3 separate regions of the Mus musculus genome follow, and all the other regions are linked to region 2. A link is a contact called in public HiChIP or PLAC-seq data. All regions are on one chromosome and are shown on one strand. The core of a region is the stretch at or near the end of the contact, and the rest is flanking DNA. Distances in the headings are between cores, read along the strand shown.

Region 1 (4,817 bases), core at 455-2,954, 720 kb after region 2:
TGTAAACAAAATAATTTCCAATGCATGCAAGGATGTCTCTCCTACTCTTTCTGGGGGAAACTGCCGGAGGAAGTCTTCAGTAAAACGAGAGAGGAAACCAGCAGAAGGGAAATGAACATTAGAGAACGATGGCTATTAGTTACCTTTCCTGTGGCTATCACAAAAGACCCTAACAACAGCAGCTTAAGGAAGCTCACAGTCCCGGGTAGTTCACAGCAGGGAGAGGATGGCCGCAGGAAACTGAGGCACCTGGTCAGCCATCCTGATCAGTGTTTGCGCATGCCCAGCAGCGGAACGTCTCCTCCGTGACGCTAGATCTTATCAGGTTGACAAAGAATACTAACCATTACGTCACCCCGGCAAGACAAGTGTGCAGCACAAAACGGGGACAAGTGTGCCTTCTCGAGAAGAGGATTCCAGGCAAAGTGGAATGACCGAGAAGCGATACACAGATGAGAGACCTGGACTGAATGGCAAGAGGGTAAAGTGTTAGGAGGGAAAGGTGAACTGTAAACCTGGGAGAAGAGCTGAAGTTTCTAAGAAGGGAGAAGAAAACTTTAATTCACAAGTCTCTGGTGTAGCTCAGTGAGAAAACACCTGCCTAGCTTATAAGAAACAGCGGGTTTGTTCCCAACTATCACACACATAAAGAGTGATACAGCTTTGAATAATCACTGTACTGTTCAAATAGAAAACTGAGCCAGTGAGATGGGTAAAGGCACTTGCCATAAAACCTGACAACTCGACTTCAAACCTAAGGACCCGTGCGTAGGAGAGAACCAGTTCCCACAAGTTGTCCTGTGGTCTCCCCACCCATTCCTGTATACATACATCTGTGTAGGTAAAGCAGAAATAATATATTTACAGTTACACTTAAATGTATACAGGCACTCAAACATAAAATAATATGATTAAATCATTTTTGTCTTAAATAGAGAATACCATCCATGGTGATACTCTCCTTTGAGGCTAAAGGCTGAGATGCCTAACTGAAGGAAAGCCAATGTAATTATGTCGCTTAATACAGTAGTAAACGTTATCTTCAGCCCAAGAAGCCAAACTCGAACTGTAGCAATTGGCGAGTGGTAGGCTTATGGGTGACTTCAATTATGAAGTCCCATTTTCCTATAATAAGGAATTAAGAGACATTTATAGCCTTCAAAATAAATGGAACAAAAAAATAAAATAAAAAATTTAAAATGTAACTTGCATATGAAGCGAGGCTTATGTCCTAATTGGGTTTCTGTTATGAACATTGTATGCATACAGTGAACTTACATATATATAGGGAAACACTCATACATAAAATTTAAACATCTTTGAAATAACGTCTTTGTTTCTTTTTGGTTTGATTTTGTTTTTTGAGACAGGGGTTCTCTGTGTAGTCCCGGCTGTCCTGGAACTTGCTCTGTAGACCAAGCTGGACTTGAACTCAGAGATCTGCTTGCCTCCGTTTCCAGAGTGCTGGGATTAAAGGCATGCGCCAGCACACCAGGCCAAGAACATCATTTAAGCAGAAGTAGGAAACGTGATGCGTTCTACAGCACCCGTAAGCCTGAGAAACAGGGCAGACACTAGGTGATAGACTTCTGGAAAGCAGGAATTTAACTGTGGAACTGCTTCCGGTGGATTAGCTGATGAGCCTGCGGCAGGGCATTTTCTGATTGGCTGGTGAGCACGTCTGCAGGGCAAGTTCTGGTTAATGACTGATGTGGGAGGGCCCAGCCCTCGGTGGCAGTGACACACACCCCTAGCAGGTATTCCTGTATTGGACAGGAAAGTGAGTTGTACAAGCCCCTGGGGCAAACCAGTAAGCTTGTCTCCCCTCCTTGGTTCCTGGCTTTATTTTCCTCAATGTTGGACTGTAATGGAGCAGGACATGTAAACAAAATAAACCCTTTCTGCCCCAAGGTCCTTTTAATCATGATGCTTACCCCAGCAACAGAAACCCAAGCGGAACACAACAGAATATGCATGTCAAACATCCAGAACTGGCAAGTCTAGAAAGCAGATGGGCTCAGGAGCTTGGAGAGGGAGGACGGAGGTGGGGTGGGCCGAGGGAGGCAGGGAAGGGGTTAGTCTTTAGAGTGAGAGACTTGTGGGAGTGAGGTAAGGATGGTCTGCAGTTACAGCCAGAGCGGTTACACGGTTACACGTACAGCACCCTGAACACACTGGAAGCCAACAAATTCTACATTTTGAAATGGTAAATTTTATTTCAAGTTTTTTTTTGTTGTTGTTGTTGTTGTTGTTGTTTTTGTTTTTTTAACTTAAGAAAAACAGAGTAGCAAAATGGTAGACACAAACCAGAGACCCAGTAACCTTGACGCTAGTTAGATGGCTTCTGAAGCCTGGTTCTATGTAAAAAACAAAACTAAATTGCCACAGAAACCTTGCTCTCCGGGGTAGCTCTCCAACTGGTCCTCTCATTGCGCCTGCTGAAATCAATTAATAGGGTTCTTGGTGTCTGCCCTAATCATCATGCAGGCAAAGGAAATTTAGTTAATATCTTTTTCTCCCTCCCTAACACTGAAAAATAAGATAAATAGATCTATCTTCCTAATTTCACTTAGTCATTTCATTCAGTAGCATCTGTTTATCGTGATTTACAAGAATTTGGCTGGCAATGAGATTTGCTGAAAGCATTTGCATAAAGGAATTTTATTTACATATTTTCCTCCTTAAGCGCCACAATACTTAAAATGGTCCTGTCTGGGGAGCCCAGGAAAGAACCAGAGACAGTCAGTCATTACTACTCGAAAGCCATACTGGATGGAGGAGGAAGAAGAGGAGGAGGAGGAGAAGGAGGAGGAGGAGGAGGAGGAGGAGGAGGAGGAGGAGGAGGAGGAGGAGGAGGAGAATGAAAAGAAGAAGAAGAAGAAGAAGAAGAAGAAGAAGAGGAAGAGGAAGAGGAAGAGGAAGAGGAAGAAGAGGAAGAAGAGGAAGAAGAGGAAGAAGAGGAAGAAGAGGAAGAAGAGGAAGAAGGAGAAGAAAGAATTACAGCTACTCAGCTTGAAAGATGAACTTGAGGCCTATTAAAATATGGGCAACCAAACAAAAACAAGAAAGCAGAAATATGAATTTCTGTCATTGTAAGCAATCAGGGAAAGGGGACTTGACTTGTTTATCACAAACTCATACATAAGTCTTCTAGGTGGGTGAGGAAAGCATTCTCCATGTTGTATTTCTCTAGAACTTACTATTTAATTACATGGTCATACACTGAAGCATTACAGGAGTCTACAATTTTCTGTAGTGTGTGTGTGTGTGTGTGTGTGTGTGTGTGTGTGTGTATGTGTGAATGTATGCCACAACACATGTATGGAGGTTCAGAGGACAACTTGGAGGGGTCTTTCTACCATGTGGGTTCCAGGACTCAAAATCAGGTTGTCAGCTTTGGTGGTAAGCACCTTTATTACCTGAGCCTTCTTCCCAGCCTCCAATAATATTCTTTGAGTAATAGAAATTACACTCATCTCATCTATATAGTTAAATGAGGAAGGTACAGTGAGAGAAAGACAGGGTGAGTACTACATGCTACTATGTACCTGGTAGGCAAGAGGCTACAGAAACACAGATCTAGGCAGGCACAGCAGTGAACACCTCTAACCCCAGGAAGGAGCAGAAGGAGCAGGAGTTTAAGACCAACCTGGTTTTGAAAAGCAAAGCCAAGCAAACAACTATACCAAACATAGTAGCTGACTCACTACTTCTAGGAAACAACAAAATTAAATTATTTTCTGTCACAATATTATTTATTTCAGTATTCTGAAAATATCATGTAGCAATGTCAGCTATTAATATATTTAAGTGCTAATGTAGACACAGATGCATGAATACTTACATACTTGCTATGATAAAACATCCTGACAAAGACCACTTAGAGGAGAAAGGGTTTATTTTAGCTCACAGTCCCAGGTTACAGTCCACTACGGAGGAGTAGATCCTTTACAGAACAACATGTGCTCTTAGCCGCTGAGCCCTCTCTACAGCCCCGCCCCCTACAAAGTGAAGGTTCTTCAAGATGAGGTTTCTCTGTGTAGCCCTGGCTGTCCTGGAACTCACTCTGTAGACCAGGCTGGGATTCACCTGTCTGCCTCCCAGAGTCCTGGGATTAAAGGCGTGTGCCACCACTGCCCAGCAAAATTAAAATTGCTTACCGAAGTGTATCCTTGAAAATGGTTAGACAATGAGCCATGTCCAGCAATGTGAATTCTGTTTATCCTGAGGTCTAAGAAGGCCTGGAGCGGGACTGGGAAGCTGGACACTGGAAACTCACCCATGGACAACTCGATCGGGAGTTTAGGTTGACTGCCTCAACTCAAGGCACTTCCTGCCAGATGTTTGAAAGCCCTCAATTTGACACCCCAGTGTTGTAAAACCCAAATTTTCCAAGGGGACTGAATAAGAGTGGCTTTAGCTTTGTGGCCTTTGTTCCTTGTTCGTTCCTGCCAATGTCTTTCTGCACCTTGATACTGTTTGAAAAGAAAAGCCTGTCCCTAAAACCTGCCAATTCTCTGCCCATCACCCCCATCCCTACTGTCTCCCTTCAAGTCCCCAAGCCTCTGACTCAGGCAGTACCTACCTGGTGTCTTTGGCTTCCTCTTTCCCCATTTCTTCTATAGTCTTCTCTTTATTTACAGACTCTGCAGCTAAAGCTCCCAGATTCTGACACTGATGCAGGTGCTCCAACACCCTGGGTTTCCATCGCCCAGCACCCTCATTCTCTTGAGCCTTTCTGTCCAATAAAGGCCCTGATCCTAATGAGCCTCCACCTTCCCAGCATGCTCAGCTGGACTTAACCTGGCACCCAGTCT
Region 2 (4,495 bases), core at 1,563-4,062:
CCAGAAAGTTCATGTGCTACAAACAGCAAGGCTTGAGGGCAGTGTATGTAAATATGGTGTTGCATATCTGTAATCCCAACACTCAGGTAGCCGAGGCAGGTAGACTATGAGTTTGAGGCCAGCCTGGTCTAAACAGTGAGACTATGTCTTTAAAAGAAAAGGGCTGGGAGGTGGCTTACTGGGTGAAGTATGCGATGTGCAAGGCTGAGGCTGAGGCTGATCCTCAGTACCCATATAAAAAGCCAGGTATGGAGGTTATGTGTTCATAATCCCTGTGGTGGGAATGTGGAGTCAGGAAGACCAGGGCTCACTGGTTAGCCAGCCCTGCCTGATGAGTGAGCCCCAGGTCCCAGTAAGATAGTCTGTCCAAAAAAAAAAAAAAGGTGGCTGACTCCTGACATTAGAGGCTAATCTTTGGCCTTCATAGACACATGTACACATACACACACCTACCTAAACATATACATAACATATACATATTTTTTAAAGGGAAGAATTTTCCCCCCTAAGTTTTGTTTTGATATAAATGGGTGTTATGTCTTGATGTCTGTGCACCATATGGCTGTCTGATGCCCTCAGAGGCTAGAAGAAGGCATTGGATTCTATGGGACCAGAGTTACAGTTTTGAGCTACCATGTGGGTGCTGGGAATCAAACCTGGGTCCACTGAGCCATTACACCCCAAAATGGGCCATGGTGATTCTAGTACTATAGCCCCATGCCCTTACCTGTGGTTTTACTTTCCATGGTTTTATTATATCATGCCCAATTGCAACATTAGAGTATTAGACGGAAAATTCCAGAAATAACTAATTGCCACGGGTTTTTTTTTGTTTGTTTGTTTTTTGTTTTTTGTGGTTTTTCGAGACAGGGTTTCTCTGTATAGCCCTGGCTGTCCTGGAACTCACTTTGTAGACCTGGCTGTCCTTGAACTGAGAAATCCGAATGCCTCTGCCTCTCGAGTGCTGGGATTAAAGGTGTGCACCACCACGCCCGGCTTAATTGCCAAGTTTTAAATCATGTCATTCTGAAGAAAATTATACAATCTTGTGTTGTCTTATTCTATCCTGCCTTGCACGTAACTCATTTATCTTGTTGCCTAGCACCGCCACACTCCAAACACCCCTCACCTGTGACTCATGAAGGATCCACCTAGTTTTGCCCAGTGAAACAGAAGATGTCAGCTAGAGGCTTCTGAGACACACTGCCTGTTTTTCCTAGGGGTCCACTAGATGACATGTTTCCTCCTCTTCTACTCCTGACATTTTAGTAGTGTCTAGAGCTGCAGTTGGCTTTTGGTTGTTAGCTAGGGGATGAGAGCAGAGGAAGGCACAGCTACATAATAAAGCCATGATATGTGTGTGTGTGTGTGTGTGGGGGGGGATCAGAGTAATTGAAAATAGCGTTATTTTTTAATGTCTCAGACCTCTGTGCTGTTCATGTGCGTTAGCTCGATGGCGGTTACAAGCTGTGTACTGCTTATCCCTGGGGTCTATTTTACACATACAATGATGACAAGGATACTAGGCTGAGTGTGTAGTGCATTAGTAACTGTAGAAAGTAAGGACTTACGTGACTGCTTTGACAGTAACAATCTTTAACCAATAGCAAAACTAAAGACAAAGACCCTGTCTTTAAAATGTATCAAAAGAGCTCTAAGGCTTTCCTAAGATCACTCTCACGGGGTGACAGAAAAACCTTAATGCAATTTTATTACAAACAGTGGCTCAGCTGCTGCTTGTCAGTCACACCATTCAAAAAGTTTCTGACAGAAAGTGAAGAGTTCTAGATCTGTGAGATGGCTCAGTATGGAGAGGTGCTTGCTGCTAAGCCTTACGAATCTGAGTTTCATTCTCAGAACCTGCAAAGTACGAGAGAACTGACTCCAAGCTGTTCTTTGACCTCACCAGAACTGTTGTATACAAGAGCGAATCCACACAAGCACACATACAATAGGCAATAAACATAATTAAAAAAAAAAACTCAGATTTTTGCAGAGAGATCAGGGTTTGACATGTGTCTTCTGTCACTAGTTTAGTTGTGAAACTTTACCTGATACTTTTCTGATACTATTCTGTCATCTGCAAATTGGGGATTAGCAACCAATTCACACTCTTTTCTTTTATTTGCAACTGGTATGTTTGAAAAAAAATTATAATTTCTGGACATTCACTGTAACAAATACTTGAAAGTCATTGGAGAAAACCTAATAAACACCTTTTTGTCCCAGTGGAGCTCATAGTGTAGTTAGAAGGTGACTTTATACATATTATTTGATTTAATCCTACCAATAGCCTTATGAGATGGATCGCAGTAGTCTCATTTTAGAACCAGGAAGAAATCATGTTTCCTTCTCATAGTTCTTAACCTCGCAGAGGAAAGGGATGTATGTGCGGCGACGAGGAAGAAGATGGTGACTCTTTAAATGTTTTATGCACTTCTGTGGCTGTTAAGTGCGTCTTGGATCCGAAATTTTCCTTGGTCCATTTTTCCCTTGAAGAAAGTTTAATGGCTTCTCATCGTTAACCCATCTGAAAGAAGTTACTGGAAAGGGGAGAAGGGCGGCTCCGTGCAGGTAGCAAAGGCTGATCTGGGCACGATCAGTCAGGGACAAGATAGATCCCAGACGAAGCAGGAGCCCGGAACCGGAGCAGTGGAGCTGAAAGAAACCTGGAGGCTCGGTGGAAGCCCACGTGTAGAGAGACGCAGAAACCCGGTGCTGCTGAGCGCCCTCCTCCTCGTAGGCCCCGCCCATCCGGGCCCGGGCATCCGGGCCAATGGGCGTGACCCTGTGGGGGCGTGGCCTGCGCACAGGTGCCGCCCCGGCCCGCCCGTTCCGTCGCCTCTGCCGTCGTGCGTGCGGCTCGGCGGAGGGCCGGGCTTGCGCTCTCTCCGCCTTCTTCCCCACCTCCGGCTGCCGGCGACACCGGTCTTTGCAGTCCGGGACCCCGTGCGATCGTTAGCCCGGTGCACGGTGAGTCCCCGAAGGAGCCCGTGGGCTCCCGGGCCAGTGGTTCCGAGGCTGGCGCTAGGCCGGAGACCGGCCGCCGGGACGGGCTGAGGGCAGCGGACAGCTTGGGGCATGTGGATGAATGAGGCGCCCTCGGACTAGGCCGCGCGGCCACGAGATTGGCTCTCGCCGCAGTCTGGGGGAAAGTCTTGCCTCAGGGCGGGACGCCAATGCCGGGTCAGGAGGGGAAGGGTGGTGTGCGGAGGTCCTGCTTGGCTGGACTGCGGGGGCACCCCTTGTAGGTCACCCCTTGTAGGCTCCAGGACTGGACGGGCTCTCCCCATGCAGCTGTTCATTGGAGGCCCGGAACAGGTGTCAGGATCCCCAAAATGGGAGATCCTTGGCCTCCCGGTCTGGGATTACAGGTTGGAGTATCACTTCTGGAGCAGGCGGAGTGGGGAGAAGGAGGGAGGAGCAGCGTGGCTCTAGGAGGTCCAACCAGCCAGAAGGCAGGGACAGTTTTAGTTTCCAGGTTCTAAGACGCGCAAGGTTGCAGTTCCTCGTAGGTTCCTGTTGCAGTGTTAAAAGTGAGATCAATTTTGCACAGTGGACCTTGGAGCCAGGACAAGAAAAGACAGAAAGTTTGGACTTGTCAATCAAAAGGTATTTGAAATAGGGCTGTATATAGCCTACTGGTAGAGCGCTTGCTTTTAGCATACATGAAAGCTCTAGGTTGGATCTTGAAAAGGAACGACAAGGTGAGTGCCTTCAAAGTATCCAGTGTAGAGTGTGGGTTTCAAAAACTGTTTAATAAGGACTGACGGTAAGCTTACCTACAGTGTCAAAGGCAAAAAGGTCTGGCTTCGAAGGACCTCCAGGCCTAGTAGTGACCATCAGTGTGGTGAACGCTGAGTTGTGGAGAGAGGCGGGTTCCAAGCGGTGGAGGAATGATTGGCGAGAGGTGACATGGTTGCTGGTGTTTCTGTAATGGGCTTCCTTAGACTTGTGTCTCTTCTCCTTCCAAATGCTTTCCTTCAAATACTATGACAGGTTAAGAAGGCGGTTGTCGGCAGCCAGCACGGAGGATTGGAACTAAGTTTTAAGTTTATCTTTGATTCCCGCTGCTGCAGTGTTTCTGGGACTACTCAGAAGTGATACATGTACACATTTTAGAATCAGATCTGTTTACAGAGACCCTCCCCTCAAAAAAAGTATGGGTTTTGCTCATATTTTAGTTGTGGATTGGTACAGACAGTAGGTTTTCTTGTCTACTACCCAGTAATATATTCTGTATACAGACATGTGTTTTGTTTATAGGGGAGTCTTAAAAGTTCATTTTGATATTTTAGATGCCCCCGAAAAAGGGAGGAGATGGAATTAAACCGCCTCCAATTATTGGAAGATTTGGAACCTCACTGAAAATTGGTATCGTTGGATTGCCAAATGTTGGGTAAGTAAAAATTGGGACTTTTCTTATTTTGATTTTGTAAACTTTGTGTCCTGTTATAGAAATAGAAACTCACAAGATTTTATTGGAGAAAGAAGT
Region 3 (4,947 bases), core at 975-3,474, 660 kb after region 2:
AGGGTTGAAAAGAGATTGAGATTTGAGACAGTGACACTCTGCCACAGGAGTTTTTGTTTTTGCTTTCTTTTTGTTTGTTTGTTTGTTTGTTATTGTTGTTGTTGTTGTTATTGTCCCCTTCTACAGGTACAAAGCAGAGGATACGGGCATTGCTTCAGCTAGCAGAGATGAAGAAACAACTGGGACCAGTTCTTCCCACCGAGCTTTAGAAACACGGTGAGCACTCAAAGGACCATCTCCCAGCCCTTAGCACTAGTTGCCCGTGGATTCCCAAAGCTCCTGAAACGAGCCTCCTACACACACGTCCACCTCTGCCCCCCCCCCCCCCCGCCACTCCCTCCCACACACACACACTCTCCCTTCTTCCTGACCTCCAAACTGCAGAGTCTCTGCATTGGAACTCAGCCTCTGCCCCCCCCCCCGCCCCCCGCCACTCCCTCCCCCACACACACACACTCTCCCTTCTTCCTGACCTCCAAACTGCAGAGTCTCTGCATTGGAACTCAGCTTAGTCACAGAACCTGTCTGTCACTCTTCACACCTGATGAGAGACATTGAGCTCCCAAAACACCCTCTGCGCAGAAGCCCACTACAATTTTTGCAACATGTCAGAATTTCCCTCTAGTATTGGCAAGCAGGGAGACCTTCAAAGAAAACCTGGATCACCGACCCCTGCAGCCTCTCCATAGAACACACGCTCTGGGTTGTTCAGTCCCTTGGATTCAGCATGGCCAACTTTGGCTCTAAATTCCCTTTAAAACAAACAAACAAGCAAACAAACTTGCATTCATTTGCATGCTGGCCCATCTCTCTCACTTAAGTGCAAGTGGTCCGGGGCCACACCCCATTTATCTCTGAACTGCCCATCCTTTTCCATTTTGTAGCAATGTCTACCCCCGGTAACTATTATGGGTTGGATTGTGTTCCTCTAAAATACTGTACTGAAATCCCGAACTTTATATCTCAATCTTTGACTGTGTTTAAAGACAAGGCTTGTATAGAGTTTTGCATTTTAGAAGAAGTTACTAGGCAATTGTTACAAAGGACCCTAACCCAATATGTTCATAAGAAGGAGGTTGGGAGTTGGAGACAGCCTAGCAAATAGCAAGAAGATCGTGAGAAGGCAGAGGTGAGGGAGGTATTCCAATCCACTAAGAAACAGCCAAGAGTATCAGCAGTCGTAAGGTGCTAAGAGAGAGGCACAGACACACATTCCTCTCACGATCCCCAGAAGGAGCCAACTCTACCAATGGCTATTAGTGTCCATGTAACTCCAGAACAATGAGGCAATAAATGTCGAATGTACAAGCCACTGAGTTATGTCACCTTGCTACATACAACAGCCTTAGTAAACTGATAGAGTAGTTTAATTTGCCCAGTAAATTATTTAGTCAGAAAGGTCTAGAAGAGAAGAGCTTATGGTCTCCTTGAAGGCGAGACCTTGCCCGCTGTGTTACCCTGTATGAAACCTGATATACTGTGCAGTATTGGACCTAGCCTCCTTATTCGCTTTAACAATCCAGATTGGCTTTGCAAGGCACAACTGTAAGCCAGCTGTTTGCAAAGAAGGGGGTGGGTAAGCTGTAAAAACCTCAGAGGAAGGCTCTGGTTGGCTGTTACTGGTTTGAGGAATTTTGAGTGGCGAGTTACAGCCAATCTAAGAAGTATTCCCCTTAGTTCATGAGGGCTCTCCTAAAGGCCTGCATCCCATTTGTGCTCCTTTCTCCCTGACCTCAGTTTCCCTATGTATAAAACAGGCTGCTGCTAGCTTAGTCATCCCCAGAGAGACTTTGAGAGTCTCACATAACTTACGTATCTAATTACTTCAGTGCTAATGTTTTTCCATAAATACATCATGAGCAAAATTCTACATAATGCCGGATCTGCCAGCGCCGTCCCAGTGTGCAGTAGAAGCGTAAACACTTTTCTTTCTTTGAGGAAGTTCTTTATGAGCATTAAATGAGCAGATGATTTGTTGAAAAAGAACAGCAAATCAGAAACACACACACAGAGAGAGAGACTGCTCGAACGATGATTGTTCTTGAATGCTGCTCCAAATCTCTGTCTTCTCCCCACTCCTCATTCCTCTGACAAACAGCTAAGTCCCCAGCATGTCTGCAGGAGCGAGACCTTCATTTTCCTACCCGTTCCTTCCACTTACCCTTAGTGCCTCTGTCATTGCAGCCAGCTCAGGGAGCCCCCAATCTCCTTGGCTTGCTTTCTCCATTACTTCCACAGCTGGAAATTCTGCCCTGGCTGGCCCAAGCCCAGCAGCTCCCACCCTGGCTCCCTCCCTCTGGGCTTAGTGATTCATCCATCACCCAGGCTCTTCAAATCTCACCTTAAAAGCTTCCCACCCCCTAAGTTTTATCTTGCTGTCAGCTCTCAATGCAAAATGTTTTGGGACACTTTGTATTAAGTGTGTTATTGGCACTAATGGTACGCACGAATCAATTGTATTAAATCTTCATGACTTCAGGTAATTGGTCTGGGAAAATGACATTCTCAATTTCCCCGTAGGATTTTGAATTTGTCTCTGTGTTCTTTCTCTTCCCACCCCCCACCCCCAGCCCCTTGGTGCTGTTTTGAACAAACAACAAAAATTACATAAACTGTCGAATCTCCTTTGCCTCCATTTTCCCTCCTGCACCTTCTCATTGTGTGAATTGGCATCGTCTCCCAATGCAGTCCCGTTTACTTCTGGGCCCACGGTATAATTTAACTTTCCGCAACATAAAATAAGTCAGCAGCGATTTTTTTTTTGACTTGTTCTGACAATATCCAAAGTTGTCTCTCACTGTTTTTATTTAAAGGTACTAGACACAAACCTGGCTGTTCTCACCACCGGCCTCTGGGAGGGCTACAGCTGAGACAAGCCGCTGTCAGGAACAAGTGAATAAAACTAACAAGACCATTGAGCTGGCCAACAGATTAGTAAAAGGTCTGGAGGTGAGGTCCGACAGGGCAGACTAATGAAGCAGCCTGCAGAAAGCCTTTCTTTGTCAGACACTACTGATCTGGCAATAACAGCAGCACTTAGCCAAGAGCCTGATGAGCTGAAAAAAAATTATGTCATTATCATTCACTTTTTTTCATGTTAGAAACCTGGTTTTGACCTTTATATTTTCTCCCATTTTACCATGCTGTGGCCTGTATTAACTGTAAGATTACCTAGTGGCTAGCACATTCAAGAAAATCCTCCACAAAAGGGAATGCTCACTCTCGCCTGAGTATTATTGACAAATAAAGTTGATGCAATGGGGGGGGGGGGGAGAAGTCGAGGACTTTATTTGGAACAATTAGACAATGCTAATGTGGAACTGTAGGTTGGTTTGCGGCAAAGCATGGTGCAATTTGTCTGACTTAGTTAAGGAATATGATAATGCCCTAATTATCTGTCTAAGATGTGCCCTGGATATTACAGAGGAGACAAAGAATAAAAAATGGCAAACCATGAATTATCCGAAATAATCCGTGTTGTTAAAGGTTGGCTCCTAAGAAAGTCTGGTCACTGGCAGTTCCTATCTGCCATTCATCTATTGTTAATTTAATCTTTTGTGTGTACTCAAAAAAAAAATTTTTTTTTTTTTTTTTTTTGCCCAGGGCTAACATTTGTTGGGAGAATGTCTCTCCCCGGTCCCCTGCAGTTGTTGCAGGCATGTGTTTTTACAAACAGCCCCTCTTGGTTGCTTTGCCTTTTTTTCTTTTTTTTTTTTTTTTTTTTTGGTAACTGGACTTGCAGTGGGCCAAGAAAGCATCAACCCACTGCTAATTAAACCGATTAATCAGACTGGATATTGTTAGAGTATAAATGGATGTGTGCTTGTTTAGTGCCATGTGAAGTAAAAACCAAACAGATTTATCGGCTAAGAAGAAAAAGTCTGTCTTGGATGAAAGCCGGGAAACCTAATGAATTGAAATGTGTCCACCAGGGTAGATATATTTCTTCTTACTGCTAGTCGCTGGTGCCTCTCAAAGCAGTGGAAGTAAATTACTATCTTAACCTGATAAGCCTGTCACTTTTATCAAATCCGTTTGCCAGCTTCCAAATAGACCAGGAGGAAACAGCAGAGGGACAGCAGTGGGCTTCATTCTTTCAAGAGAGTAGAGTAGAGATGCCTTGCCCAAGCCTGGCTGTCTTTCATTAGCTAAAAGGAACTCCTAAGGTGAAAGACCCAAACCAAATAACTTGTAAGAACTTCTCCAGAGCCAGCACACCCTAAGCCCAGAGAGGGTGGGGTTCTCCCAACCGTCCCCATGGTTCCTGCCTTTCTGGCAGATTGAACCGGTCGTAATGGAAACCAGTCTCTGAGGACTCTGAAGGGAGGCCATCTCTCCTTGATAGTTTTGGACCTAGAACACTGTCTCCTTTGCCACCCAGGTTCTGGTTGGGTGAGAACCCATGCTGTTCTTAGTAAGCCACCTGCAAGTACCTCCACCCCACCCCTTGGAAATGCGTAGTCTCTGTCTTTACTAAAATACATGTGCTGTTTATTCTGAGAAATTTCATAGCAAATGGAAGTGTCAAAAAGACCGTGTAGCACACGCTGCTACACTTTCTTGGCGACAGGACCCAGCCATCTCAGTGTCACAGAGCATTGCCATCTCGGCTGCTCTGGGGAATTGAGCAATTAAGGCTGATTTCCTGTGAGGATGTCTTTCTTAACTTGTTTATTCCTTGTACTTAAAAATATTTTGATACGTTACCCTTCTGAAGACATGGTTTGCTTTAAAATGTCTCTGTGCCCTCTTTTGCCTCTGTCCACTTTTCTCTCCTTCTTCTTGGCCTTCTCTTCACAAACATTCTGTCCTTTGTGTCTCGTGGTTTTCTGGGCATTGAACCAGGGCCTTATCCAGGCTAACCGTTCTCCCACTGAGGCCAAGCCTTGCCTCATCCTTTTCAGTATCCCCGCCTTCTGTTCTCTCTCTTCTTTCTTATTTCATCAT

Evidence for each region. HiChIP or PLAC-seq counts read pairs in DNA pulled down with a chosen protein or histone mark.
Region 1: an H3K27ac HiChIP or PLAC-seq map of differentiating embryonic stem cells shows a contact between it and region 2, with 4 times the contacts expected there. The contact joins the enhancer-like site here to the promoter of Ola1 in region 2. A contact is called at or near these places in 14 of 39 promoter capture datasets (the 3T3-L1 cell line, 3T3-L1-derived adipocytes, the C10 cell line and 9 more), 3 of 484 Hi-C or Micro-C datasets (the HPC-7 cell line, bone marrow-derived macrophages and embryonic stem cells), 15 of 115 datasets of contacts at active chromatin or transcription factors (bone marrow-derived macrophages, craniofacial prominence, differentiating embryonic stem cells and 11 more) and 4 of 9 other capture datasets (adipose tissue, embryonic stem cells, liver and 1 more).
Region 3: a contact with region 2 is called in an H3K4me3 HiChIP or PLAC-seq map of embryonic basal ganglia, with 5 times the contacts expected there. The contact joins the enhancer-like site here to the promoter of Ola1 in region 2. A contact is called at or near these places in 3 of 39 promoter capture datasets (cranial neural crest, hippocampal neurons and liver), 8 of 115 datasets of contacts at active chromatin or transcription factors (bone marrow-derived macrophages, embryonic basal ganglia, embryonic forebrain and 4 more) and 3 of 9 other capture datasets (adipose tissue, liver and pancreatic islet).

What each region holds. Positions count from the first base shown.
Region 1 is chr2:72,488,733-72,493,549 of GRCm38.p6, reverse strand. No RefSeq gene overlaps it. Among named protein-coding and RNA genes, the nearest start is that of Cdca7, 15 kb to the right of the region's middle. Within about 2 kb of position 1,704, at least 18 of the 459 cell types and tissues checked have an H3K27ac peak or open chromatin away from gene starts, as enhancers often do. A contact at or near this core is called in differentiating embryonic stem cells and trophoblast stem cells, where this site is marked.
Region 2 is chr2:73,212,764-73,217,258 of GRCm38.p6, reverse strand. It overlaps Ola1 (Obg-like ATPase 1), which reads left to right and starts at 2,812. Exons shown (of 11, transcript NM_025942.2): 1 at 2,812-2,973; 2 at 4,299-4,399. The coding sequence starts at 4,299.
Region 3 is chr2:72,554,643-72,559,589 of GRCm38.p6, reverse strand. No RefSeq gene overlaps it. Among named protein-coding and RNA genes, the nearest start is that of Gm30069, 58 kb to the left of the region's middle. Within about 2 kb of position 2,224, at least 23 of the 459 cell types and tissues checked have an H3K27ac peak or open chromatin away from gene starts, as enhancers often do. A contact at or near this core is called in embryonic limb bud, where this site is marked.